Linked DNA regions of Zea mays: regions 2 and 3 are each linked to region 1. Evidence: chromatin contacts called from public Hi-C data. All regions are on one chromosome and are shown on one strand. Each heading gives the region's core, a stretch centred on a gene start, on an enhancer-like site or on the middle of the called end of the contact. The rest is flanking DNA. Distances are from core to core; before and after follow the strand shown.

Evidence for each region. A called contact is a pair of places that touch in the nucleus more often than the background predicts.
Region 2: a Hi-C map of bundle sheath shows a contact between it and region 1, with 2.6 times the contacts expected there. The contact joins the enhancer-like site here to the promoter of LOC103650076 in region 1. A contact is called at or near these places in 4 of 25 Hi-C or Micro-C datasets (bundle sheath, ear, leaf mesophyll and 1 more).
Region 3: a Hi-C map of bundle sheath shows a contact between it and region 1, with 2.3 times the contacts expected there. The contact joins the promoter of LOC103650065 here to the promoter of LOC103650076 in region 1. A contact is called at or near these places in 2 of 25 Hi-C or Micro-C datasets (bundle sheath and ear).

The regions. Positions count from the first base shown.
Region 1 is chr3:51,384,368-51,388,390 of Zm-B73-REFERENCE-NAM-5.0, forward strand. It overlaps LOC103650076 (squamosa promoter-binding-like protein 1), which reads left to right and starts at 2,035. Exons shown (of 13, transcript XM_020550207.2): 1 at 2,035-2,200; 2 at 2,285-2,340; 3 at 2,442-3,036. The coding sequence starts at 2,519.
Region 2 is chr3:50,725,249-50,729,104 of Zm-B73-REFERENCE-NAM-5.0, forward strand. It overlaps the pseudogene LOC103650069. Among protein-coding and RNA genes, the nearest start is that of LOC109944812, 60 kb to the right of the region's middle. Within about 2 kb of position 1,968, at least 18 of the 20 cell types and tissues checked have an H3K27ac peak or open chromatin away from gene starts, as enhancers often do. A contact at or near this core is called in bundle sheath, ear, leaf mesophyll and 1 more, where this site is marked.
Region 3 is chr3:50,523,123-50,527,421 of Zm-B73-REFERENCE-NAM-5.0, forward strand. It overlaps LOC103650065 (ABC transporter B family member 21), which reads right to left and starts at 2,115. Exons shown (of 11, transcript XM_020550206.3): 1 at 1,768-2,115; 2 at 677-1,303; 3 at 179-576; 4 at 1-91. The coding sequence starts at 1,214.

The DNA.
Region 1 (4,023 bases), core at 785-3,284:
GTCGAAGAGGAGCCGTCTAACACTGAGGCTTTCAACTTGATCTAGGTGGCGTCTCTCAGTCAGCTTTGTGGCGCTAGGGAATAATACATAGTTCTCTTTATTTTATCATTTATTTTTGTAAGGCTTCCGCTATGTAATAATTATATTTATGATATTTATGACATCTATCTCTATGCACTCTGTTACTATATGTGTTGTCTTCTCTGGCGCATATATGAGATGCACCCGTCTTGGTTCCTTAAAGCCCGGGTGTGACAGCTGCTCCCGTGCAGCTGCGAGCAGGTGCTGCACCGTCGGTCTTGTGTGGAATAGGTCCAACATTTGGCACGCGGCTCCAGCCTACCGCTGCTACACGAACTGGTCGGTCTGTGGCGCCACCTGCAACTACGCCATCCGGGTTGATGTTGGACCCCATGGTGATGGTGGTGGAATTGTCGAGGCGGCCATGGACTCTGGCAGGTTGTTCACTGATGTCGCGGTCTGCGAACACGTGCAGGGTCTCCACTAATGACCTCCACTGCGCCCGTGGACGCCTTGCATCGAACACATGTAGGGCAGATTGCTGGGCGGCGGCACGAGTACCCGTAGACTGTTGGGTAGCCGCCGAGAGATGTGCCTCGACGCCGGCGCGGAGGGCGGAGGAGAACTTGTCGCGGTGTTGAGCGGATTCCACCGCTTGGGACTCCGGAGCGCCGACTCGACGCGCCCACTTGGAGTCAATCGTGGTGAAGCGCTTGTCGAGCTCGGAGAGGATCTCACGAGTCTGTTGCTGCAGCGCCCTGGTAAGGTGGGCATCAATCGGTGATGAAGACACCATAGATGAGAGGGCCGAGGAACGTAGGAATTTGATACCAATTGTTAACAACTACACCAACGGAGTGTATTGATTCAACTCGACAGAAGCAATTACAGAGTAATAGAGTTGAGGTAGGAAGATAGCAGAAGAATCGAGGTAGGAGAAGAAACTCTAGAAGGTTTAAGACGACTGGAGGTACATGAGAGTTGTTCGAAGAAGAACATCGCTAGACGCAGGAGGAAGATGAACACTAAGGTAGTGTTTGGTTGAGGAGCCAAGTAGAACGGAGTCGTTCCATCCCTGATTCTAGGAACGGAGTCACTCTGTTCTTTGTTTGGTAATCTGGAACGGAGCGACTCTGTTTTTTGTTTGGTTGCAGAGTGAACAGAACGAAGTGTGACTGTGCGAGCGGGCTGGGAACGGAGCGGCTCCGTCCGGTTGATTTTTTGGAGCGAAATGGTTCCGAATCTGAGGAGAATATTTTCTAATTGGAGTCATTCCGTTCTAGTTACTTTATAACCAAACAACGATAAAATTGGGACAGAACGGCTCCGTTCTACTTTGCTCTTCAACCAAACACTACATAAGATGTTTTGATATTTTCTTTTATGCCCCCTTCGTGGTGCGACTTTGTAGTATTTCCCCTTAAGTATCTAGGCCAGCATGAGCCAGGTACTGGGCCAGCATGAGCCGTTAGACGCTGATGTCCCTAACAAGGTCCAACCGGAACCTTGGCCGTGGCGTCGCTGTCCGAACGCCAGACAGGAGACAGGGGAGATGAAAAAGAGGCGGCGGTGGTGTGGAACTAGAGATGTCCAAACGGGCCGCCCGGCCCGGTCCGGCCCGGGCCCGGTGAAGCCCGGTCCGTTTTGGGCCCGGCCCGCCAGGCACGATTATAAAACCGGGCCGGGCCGGGTAAGCACGCGGCTTAATTTCTTGTCCGAGCCCGGCCCGCAACGGGCCTAAACGGGCCGGGCCGGCCCGTTTAGCACGAAAAAAGCGGGCTATGCGGGCTAAAAACACGTTTTAGTGTAAAAAAAGCGGGCTTAACGGGCTTAGAGCTAAACGGGCCGTGCCGGGCTAGCCCACCGTGCCTAATTTCTTGTCCGAGCCCGGCCCGCTTATTCGTGCCGGGCCGGCCCGGGCCCGCATATAACCAGGCCGTGCCGGGCTCGGATCGGGCCCAAACAGCGGGCTTCGTGCCAGGCTCGCGGGCCTCGTGCTTGCTTATTGGACATTGGAACTGTGGATATGCTGGGGGCAGACAGGCAGAGAGCTCTGCCTCCCCAGGATACTTCGCCCCTCGTTCCACCGCGAGCCCTTCCGCGTTCCGCCTCTGTTCCGCCGCTCGGGACCCGGGAGACGAGAAGTAGTAGCCCCATCCCCAACTGGTCCTAACCCACGGTACCCAATCCTTGACTCGGTTCTCTCCATGAGCTTACTGCCCCATCTCCATTTCTTCAATCATTACTCGCCTTTCCGTTCAAGGGCGTTGCTTGCCTGGATAACCACGGCATCGTTCTACCCGCCGGGCCCGAGCTAAGGTACTTTGTTTCTGAACCCTTCGTTGGTTTCAGGATTTGTCCCAACCCAAGGTTGGTAATCCCTTGGTGCTGGTGTTCCTCTGTGTTTGTTTCGTCTGTAGTCATACGTGCAAACAAAGAGCAGCAAAAGAAGAACAAGTGGGGCGACAGGGACAGGGAGGAGGGGAAGGCAGAGGAAATGGAAGCCTCTTTCTTGAGGAAAGATGGCGGTGATCAAGCCAGTGCGGCGACAATGTCCGGCGAGCACAGGAACAAGGGCCTTGACTGGGATTTGAACGACTGGAGGTGGGACGCCAACCTGTTCCTGGCCACGCCGGCGGCCATCGTGCCGTCCGAGTGCAGCAGCAGGAAGCTGAGTCGAGCTCAGGGGGAGATCGACTTCGGCGTCGTCGTTGACAAGAGGCGGAGGCTCTCGCCAGAGGAGGACGGCAGCGCCGGTTGCAGCAATTCTGGGGTAGCAGATGGAGACAACAATCATGTGGTGCCTGCTCAGAGAGGGCGGAGCAGCGAGGAGGAGACACCCAGGAAAGGTGCCAGTTCGAGCACCACTCCGTCCTGCCAGGTTGACGGCTGCCATGCCGATCTCAGCGGTGCCAGGGACTACCATAAGAGGCACAAGGTGTGTGAAGCACATACCAGGACGACTGTGGTCTGCATCAAGAATGTAGAGCATCGGTTCTGTCAGCAGTGTAGCAGGTAGGTCAACAATTTCGTTGTGAGATTACTATTGCTGGTAATTTTTTTTCTCTCCTGAGGCATCTTTGTATTGGAGAAAGTAAAGAAAGACGGATCCAGTACAAAATCCAAAGCAGCAAAGAAAAGGAAAATAAAACACACCAGGACACATTACCTGGGTGCCACAGGCACACAACACAAATGAATTGCTGATCATTCAACCTTGAGAATTGCTGAACATATTAGTTTTATGCCCCATGATAGGATCCCAGTTCATGCTGATTATTATCTTGAGAAATTCCAAGCTGTTTTTTGTGCTTGGCAAAACTCTAGGTGATGCTGATCATGTACCTTGAGGAATGCTTATGCCCCACACATAATACTAGTTAGTATAATATAAAAGTGCTTTTACTTGGATCGGTGCTATCGGTACAATATCATATGATTATCTCATTTTTTTACCTTGTGCTACTATTAGAATGTCTTTTGTTATGGAAGAAAGATATTCTTTTGAAATAAAAGTATGAATATCTGAATTTGCTTCGATGTTACCAATTCTGTTCTTTTTTTGTTTATGTTTTACTTGTAAAAAATATTCTTTCTTGTTTTTCATTCTAGGATTCCATGTAGAGACAGCTATATGTCTCTAGTTCATTCAGAGTTTCTACAGTTAGTCCTTGTTCATTAGCCACAAATGGTTAGTTGAGAAGACCCTAATTTAATGAGGTAGCTTTAGTAGAGGTTTGTGCACTTTTCTTAATATTATTACATTAAGTCTAAAACAACAAACTAAAAAGAATGGAGGGAGTTGTTGGAGTGATGGTTTCAATTGATCAGCATTTGGGTAAGGAATATATAGCTAAAAGTTCATTTGATGATGTGGCATCATAATTTCTTCACCTCTATGTATCCGAGACAAGAACACATAGATAATTCAATGAAATTGTTGGGGATATCAATAGAGTGGTGTTGACTTGTTTGATTAATGAGAGGCCGTTTGCTCTAGGC
Region 2 (3,856 bases), core at 718-3,217, 660 kb before region 1:
AACATTTATTTATCAAGTTTTACTGATCTAAGCAACTGAAATGACAATGTCTAGAGAACATTAACATCAATACTCAGCCTGGTTCTAGAAAATGAACAACCCAATATACAGATTATTAAAAATGTGAAAAAGGGAAAAATGATAATGAAGTATACTATTAATTGAAATGCAATGAAAATAATTTGAAGTCATATTATGCGATGCTGCAGGCTAGGAGACAACTAATAAGATCCATGTGCATGCATTATGTGTACTAACACATTATGTCTGTGTGTATGGTTATATACATATGCAAATGTTTACACAACAACATACATGGATACGTACATAGTGTTTAATAAAACATAGTGATGGATTCTACTTTTTCTCTGCCCAATTAAGGGGCGCTATGGGAAAAACTATTAAGTTGAGTGCATTGACAAGGACTATAAAAAAGCAGGGTTCATTTTTTGTGGGAAATCATACCTGATCTGGTAAAAGTTGCAACCTGTACAAAAGAGTTTGTGATTCTACGGAACAAATCATATTTGTTGTATCTATGTCCAGGAGGGATTGGAATAACGAGAAAGAAAGGATGTGTATGTACATTAATATGTATGAAGGGACAATATAAATAAACAGAGATCTATAATGGTTAGTATTGCTAACCTGGAGAGGATATTAATACTTGTTATTATAATGACTATTTGCTACAAAGAAATATGAATTCTAGAAAGATGTAGCCATCTGCAATCGACACCAATTGCCCCCCATGTATCAATATTTCTTGTTTTTCATGTCAAAGAATTTATATATGCACTTATGAACTTATAGTTATACCATATGTCAAATATTTAAGTTAAAATATATAACCAAATCTATCATGATAATTTATAAGTTATATATAATGGTTATTATTTTAAATAATTTTGTTATTATCACTAGTATGTTACTCGTTGAGGAAAAAAATTCATGAAAGTTGAAACATGACACATATATTTATGTCTCATAGAGGCATATATGTACATGATAGCATAATATGTATGTTTACTCTAACCAGTTTTTAATATATTAACATTAATAAAAATAGATAATGGGTCCTTTGGGTGACCGACCATCAGCTTACTGAAACAGACGTTTCTTTTGAGACTGGAGCCAAACCCAGTGTAAACTGCTGCTTCTTGTCGGAGTTCATAGCTGCAGTGTTGTTCCCCCATAGGTACCTCTCGCTCTTGGCCTTGGTCAGGTCCATCTCCACCTCAATAGTTTTCTTTCCAATCACCCTAGCAACACGGTATTTGGTGTCAGCAAAGCAGAAATTAACACAACTCAAATTCACTTATAAAACTCACTTGCATCCAAGGTTCCTAAGCTTGTCCTCCATCAAGAGCACCTTCTAGATCTGCAATTAGGTGTCACCGTCAGACCAAATCAAGAGAAGAATTAAAAATGCAAGTAGGGGTGAGCAGGGGATTAGAGATTTGCACGTTGCTGGAGCTCTTCTCGAGGAGGCCGGACACGATCGTCCTGTCTGCACATCCCGCCACAACCTAAGATGGAGCCAGGAATAAGGTCACCACTCACCATTTCCTATTGAGTGCTAGATCGAAGCGTCTAGGATCTAAGCGGACAGGGGGCATACCGACCGACCACGTAGAGCCAGGCAAGGCGGGAGAGGGACCCTGCCTGAGGCGAGGGCGAAGGCATCGGAGAAGGAGGGCAGGGCATTAGATCGACGGTTTTCGGGCCGCAAGGTGCTGGGCAGTGCCTACATGGCGGCGGAGATCTCCGATGCTGGACTCTCGCCGCCTCATGTCTGCTCCTAACATCGCGTGGGAAGAAGTCCTTTGAGGCAAGGGAGGGAAGGAGCGGCCACCCAAGCTGGCTGTTAGTGGTGGGCCGCGCGCGCTGGGGGCGGCGGTGGTGCCGTGGTGGTGGACGTGGCAGCAGGGGGCGGGGGTAATGGAGGCGGTGGTGCCCTGATGGTGAACGCGATAGAGGTTAGCGGCGGGTGGTACCGTGGCGGTTAGCGCGGGGTAGCGGCGGCGCAAGGCCTCGACCGTTCGGAGGTCTTTTTTGGAAGAGTCGAGTGCGGATACGTGTGCTGCGATCTATAGTCGTTGTTGTAGGATCCGACGGCTGATAATTAAGATAGTGACGTGGATAGTTTCAACATGTGTCCCAATTTACAGGTTGTTTGACTTTTTCACACCAAATTTGACCAACTTTTCCTATTAAAAATTTAGGAAAGTATAGAAAAAAATTAAACCACAATAAAAATAAATAGTAATTATAAATTTTTTGAATAAAACGAGTAGGTCAAACATGTTATCTAAAAAATCAAATAATCTATAAATTATGGCGGAGGGAGTACTTTGTAAGTATAAAACCAATATACTAATTTGCATAAATACTGCATATAATGCTTGCAACGTATGATAAGTGTTGCTAGGTAACACAAATACTATGGATGACACTTGCAACACATCACAAATGTTGTTAGGTGACATAAATACTACGAATGACCCTTGCAACGCATGACAAATGTTGCCAGGTAATTTGAATATTCTACGGATGACACTTGAACTCATGATAAACGTTGCCAGTTGATTTTCTTGCAACATATAAATATGTGTGTTGCTAGCATCCGTTGCTACCTAATTTCTTGCAACACATAAACCATTTTGTTGCAATGTATGCGTTGCTATAGGGGTGTTTGTGTTGTAGTGATCAAGCTGATGCCTTTAGGGCTTAGAATATGACATTTATTGTCTCACGATTGTGATCAATATAAGCATTCGCTCCCCCTGACGATGACATCTGTCAAAGTCGTTATCCCTCATAACTCAAGCATATTTTTCAAGATATATGTCTCGTTGTTCATCTGGAATAACGAGAATGGATGAGGTTGGGGTGCTATAATTTTCTATCTTACACCATAATTTTTATATAGTTGTGCAAAGCAAGTAACATGTCCTTCTATAGGACTTTAGGGGATAATATAGTTGCAATAGTACATATTCTAAATATGACACATCGCTCCAGGCGTTCATCCATTGCAACATCTATGATGGTGTAACAAAAGTCCATCAAAGATCGTAATCCATTAGTGATTTTTCATCGATCAGATACATCGTTATAGTCTGTCATTCTGGCACAATGGGGATATTTTGCCAATAACACCTAAACCTTATAGGTTTCTGCCATCAGGGCTTTAGAGGATATCGTAATTCAACATCAAGTGGAAAATACCATGAGTAAAACTCGTGGAATGCACATGTGCTTATTCGGTGAACTTCAAGTCCTTTGGTACCTCATCTTATTCCTTTTCGAGTCTGTATGGGTCTTTATCCCTTTATATGAGTTATCAAACTTTAGTGTTCAACATATACTTTGTTTCTTCTGGATAGGTTCCATCTGGGAACGATAATCTCAACTAAGAGATATTCTCCCTACATAGGAGAGTGATCATTCATCAGGAATGTATTATTCGGTATGAGATTTATATGTTGCATATTTATAATTCAAAGATATGAGTCCTCCTAGGACCTCATGATAGATCTTCAGAATCCTATTAACTCCATAATTTAATTTGTGCCATTTGCCAGATATATTACATAGCGGAACAGTGTTTATTCAACACATATGTGGGATGGGTCTCTCACAAGACCAATTGAACCATCGCATTCACCACACATTATTTCAATAGTGCCCATAAATGTCCGAACTTCAAGCTTGTGACTTTTATTTTGCGATTATTGGTTCAGCCTCGATTGCATTTATCAATGACCCGATAAGAGAGCTTAAAGCACTCATGCCTAGGACTTTGTTTTGGATCCCTTTACAATCTAGAGAGGCAAGATAAGTGTCGACATAT
Region 3 (4,299 bases), core at 865-3,364, 860 kb before region 1:
CGAGCCCCTCCCGGACGCTGGACTTGTACGCGCTCTTCAGGGACTTGTTGTACTTCTCCACCGCCCGTTTCTCGCCGGTGAAAGACGCAACCTGCAGCAGGTTTCGTCAGTCATCCGTTGAGAGCGCTTCAGCGTGTGTTGCGGGAATGGAATTGATTCGGCTGTGCGCTCTGCTCACCGTCCTGATGGAACCGATGGTCTGCTCCACCACCACCGACGACTCCGCGTACGCCGCCTGGCCCAGGGACGCCATCTTGGTGACGACGTTGGACATGACCGCGCCGGCCACGACGAGCGGCGGGATGGTCGCCATCATGACCAGGGTCAGCAGCCAGCCCTGCGCGAAGGCGACGATGAAGCCGCCGAAGAAGGTCACCACCAGCTGGATGAACTTGCCGACCTTCTCGCCCATGGCGTCCTGGATCAGCACGGTGTCGCCCGACATCCTGCCCACCACCTCGCCGGTGCTGGTGTACTTGTCGAAGAAGGCGATCTCTTGCCTCAGGATCGTCTTGAGGTACAGGTTCCGTATCCGCGCCGCCTGGCGCTCGCCGGTGATCATCCAGCAGGTCACCTCTGGTCGGACGGAAAACAGCTGAGCAGCCTTAGTCTGCGTGCGTGTGCTCGGTGTCTGACTCTAGTGGGAGTGTTATGTTACCACTGAAGGTGGACTTACGGACGAAGGAAGCGACGGCGGAGGCGATGGCGAGGTAGACGAAATCGAGAGAGACCATGGACACCCGGTTGACGACGTCGTGGATGCTGAGCGCGCCGCCGAAGGCGTCGATGAGGTTGCCGAAGAGCACGGTCATGAAGGGCATCGCGGCGCCGTTGGCCACGGCCCCGAGCGCGCCCAGGAGCATGAGCGCCACGTCGGTGGAGTCGGCGAACGCGAACAGCTTGTGGAACGGCACTCGCGTCGCCGCCGCCTCCGCCGCGCCGGGGGTTTCCCCCGCCGCGCGTCCCTTGGCGTCATTGCCAGGGCTCTGAGCCGAGGGGCCGGACGTGCCTGCCGCCGGCTGCGACGAGGCATTCGCCTCGGCGGGTCTCCAGGACTCCGGCATGGCTGCCGTCGCTGCGTCGAAGATTCGCGCCTCCGCGCTCACGAATCTCTCCCCGCCGCGAGATTGGGCAATGCTGCTAGCTCGGCGCGCCGTGTGCTCTCTGCTCTGCTCGCCCTCGTATGGTTGTTCCTTACCTCCTAGCTCATGCATACCAGCAGCGCCTCACTCACCTGCCAGGGCCCAATAATCGCACACACAATCACATTCAGCAGCAGCGGATTCATCTCAGCGCTTCGCAGCTAGAAAAGAAGACAGCAGTAGAATCCGGGAAGGAAACATAAGAACAGGGAGCCCAGGGCAACAGCAAATCTGAATCTACAATCTCCCTAGCAACCGATGGGAAACACAGGGCATCCATCTCCCACCCGCGCAAGAACATAAAAAAAGAGCGCTGCGCTGTGCAGGTGGGAGGTAGAGTTCGGATGCGAACTTGCGAAGAACTGGTATGGTATGGATGGTTGGAGAAGGAACAAACCGAGCAGAAAAAAAAAAGTTGGCAGCTTTCGCACTTGCCGCCGGACGCGGACGCAGAGGCCAGCAGTCCAGCACCCGCACCACCGGGGAAAGAGAAAAAAGCAAGCTTGTATAGTGATTAAAGGTGGGAGACCGCAGCGGCGCCGCTGCGGTGGTTTTGGTATCCATCGCGGGCGAGCAAGCATATAAAAATGCGCTCGCGGAGGCCAAGGCGAAGGCCACTACTCACCAAGGCAGGCACAGGAATAAGCATCCGTCTCCGTCTCCTCTCTCCTCGTCGCAGTGCTGAGTGCTCCCAGCCCGGCCGGTGGTTGCAATGGCTGGCTGGATGGATGGATGCGGGATATTTATAGATGTCGGGCTTTGCGCTCACAAATCACAGCTGAGCAGATGGCGATCGATTGGAATGAAATCGGGTCGCACGAGAGTCAGCCTGTCTTCTTCTATTACCAGAAATTTAATTATAAATATTTAGGTTTAAATACTGTCAATTTTTTTAATATTTAGGGTTAGTTTGGAACTACATTGTTTTAAGTGATTTTTATTTTTCAAGGAAAGATAAACTAATTTCCCTTAGAAAAATGAATATCCCGTGGTAAATTGAGGCACTTAGAGATACATATTGTTTATATAAATATTTTTTATCCTTTGGAACCGAAGGATCACATGAATGTCAGTCTCACTTTTTTGTGTGACTAAAGCACACCCGGTATATTGGGTTGGCTATAGAGAATAGCCACGCTTTTGGAACCTTTTAGTACGAGCGGTGTCTACCTTTGAATAATGTATGATCATCACCAATAACTGACACTACAATTACAGGGCAATCGTGAGTCAAATATATTAAGATGGTGATTTAGGTCAGCTCGTTAGGCTGTTTTCGGTGGGTCATATAAAATAGGGGCGTAGAACTCTAGATGATATTATTTGATATTGTTTGGAGATTAAAATTTGAAAATAAGGAACGAGTCAGGGAGACGGCCTTCGGTTAATGCTACTAGTAGTTACATTCATAGGGTTCGGCTGGGGACACGCGTGGATGGAAGAACAGAGATACGGCTGCCGGTGGTAATTGCATCCTGTACCATGGCACTGTTCTTGGGTTGATGCCACTAGTAGTACATACATAGGCTAACATAGCCAAGCGCGGGCTAGGCAGTGTGACTGACAGGCTGGACAGCTGACGCACGCTGTGTCGTGATCGTGAGATCACGTGCCTGTGCTGTGCGGCACATGCCATGGATGGAGCCTAAAATCTCTATATCCCATGTCCATTATATCTGCCGGCATACGGTATACTCGTTACAGTACGCTGCTAGACGTTGGCATATGGCGCGCACGCAACAGCCCGAGCTCGGCCGCAGTGTCTGTCTCGGCTCGCTTGTACTTGTAACGCCAGGCAGCAGCCCCAGCCCCAGCCAGGGGTCAACTGGCTCGTCACGACGGCCTGCATGCATTTTGCGAGTTTGCGATGCGTTGCTGGACGCGTTTCCGGAGCCGTGGCGTGTCGGCATGGCCCAATGGCTAGTGCTGGGGTACCACTACCACCGGTGCGCGGCCCCTACTGTCAGTGGGGGAAGCGCGAAGCACGGGCACATGCGATGGCGCGGCTTGTCGGCTTGGGTTTGCGGTTTGCCGGCTTGGCTTGGTTGTTCGGCCGGGGTTGGGGTTGGCGTTTTGCTTGGTGGTCACGCACCCGTGGACCCTTGTCTCTGTCTCCCACTCTCCCTGCGTCCTCCATGCACGCCGCGGTCCCTTTCCCTTCCTTCCACACCAGGGCCAGGCCCAGGGAGGGAGGCGCGCCGGTCAAAGCCCCGGGTTCGGGGTAGCCGCCGCATGACATACGCCACGCCACCAGGGACGGTGGTCCGCCGTGCGCCGCGGTGCGGTGCGGTGCGGTGCGGTGCGTCTCCCCCATCGGGGATTGGCACACACGGCGGCAGGCGGCACACGTCCCGCGTCCCGGCCGGCTACCCGGCAAAAAACAATCGCCCTTCTTCGTCGTCACTCGTCATCCGCGGCACGTACGGCGGCGCTGCTGGCCTGCCGTGTAGCCAAGGGTATAGCCGGCGAAGGAATGGAAAGAATTAGAAATAGCACGCCTTGGCAGGACAGGGAGGACGCGCCAGAATTGGGCTTCGCGGCGGCGGCGGCTGACGTATCCCAACAAACTGGTGCGAGTAGTTAGTTTGGCCGCGACAATGACACCCTCCGTCTCCGATCCTCCTGTGCATATATATATAGAAGCACTCCCGAAATATATATTATGCAATTCGACCGCGTGGATGAGGAAGGCGCCACGGAGATGCATGCAGGTGTGCAGATAGAGGGCAACGCAACTACTAACCCAACAAAAGCCAACCACCCACTTCGTCTCGATCGTCAGCTCACGCGCACGCGGGCGACCATGCCCAAGCTCCTGGATGGGTCGACGTCTCTTTCCTTTGAAACTGAGCAACGTTCGGACCAAACCAACCACCGAGACGAGATGGTACCTGCCATGGCATGCATGTAGTCGACGGAGCCTTTCGTTCCGGCACCCGCTCAACGCTGGTCTCATCTAGTCATCTGCTCTCTAGTCATCAGTCATCACTGTACTCTCTTCCTAACTGTCTGGCTCTTGGCGTGACCGACCGTCCTCGATCTCTTCGACACGACTTGCATGCTATTGCTCGTCCCGGGAGGCGGAGGTCAACTAACGAAAAAGGTATACTAGTGAACAAGAAGCAAGTGCAAAGACAGAGTATTCTTTCTTTTTTTT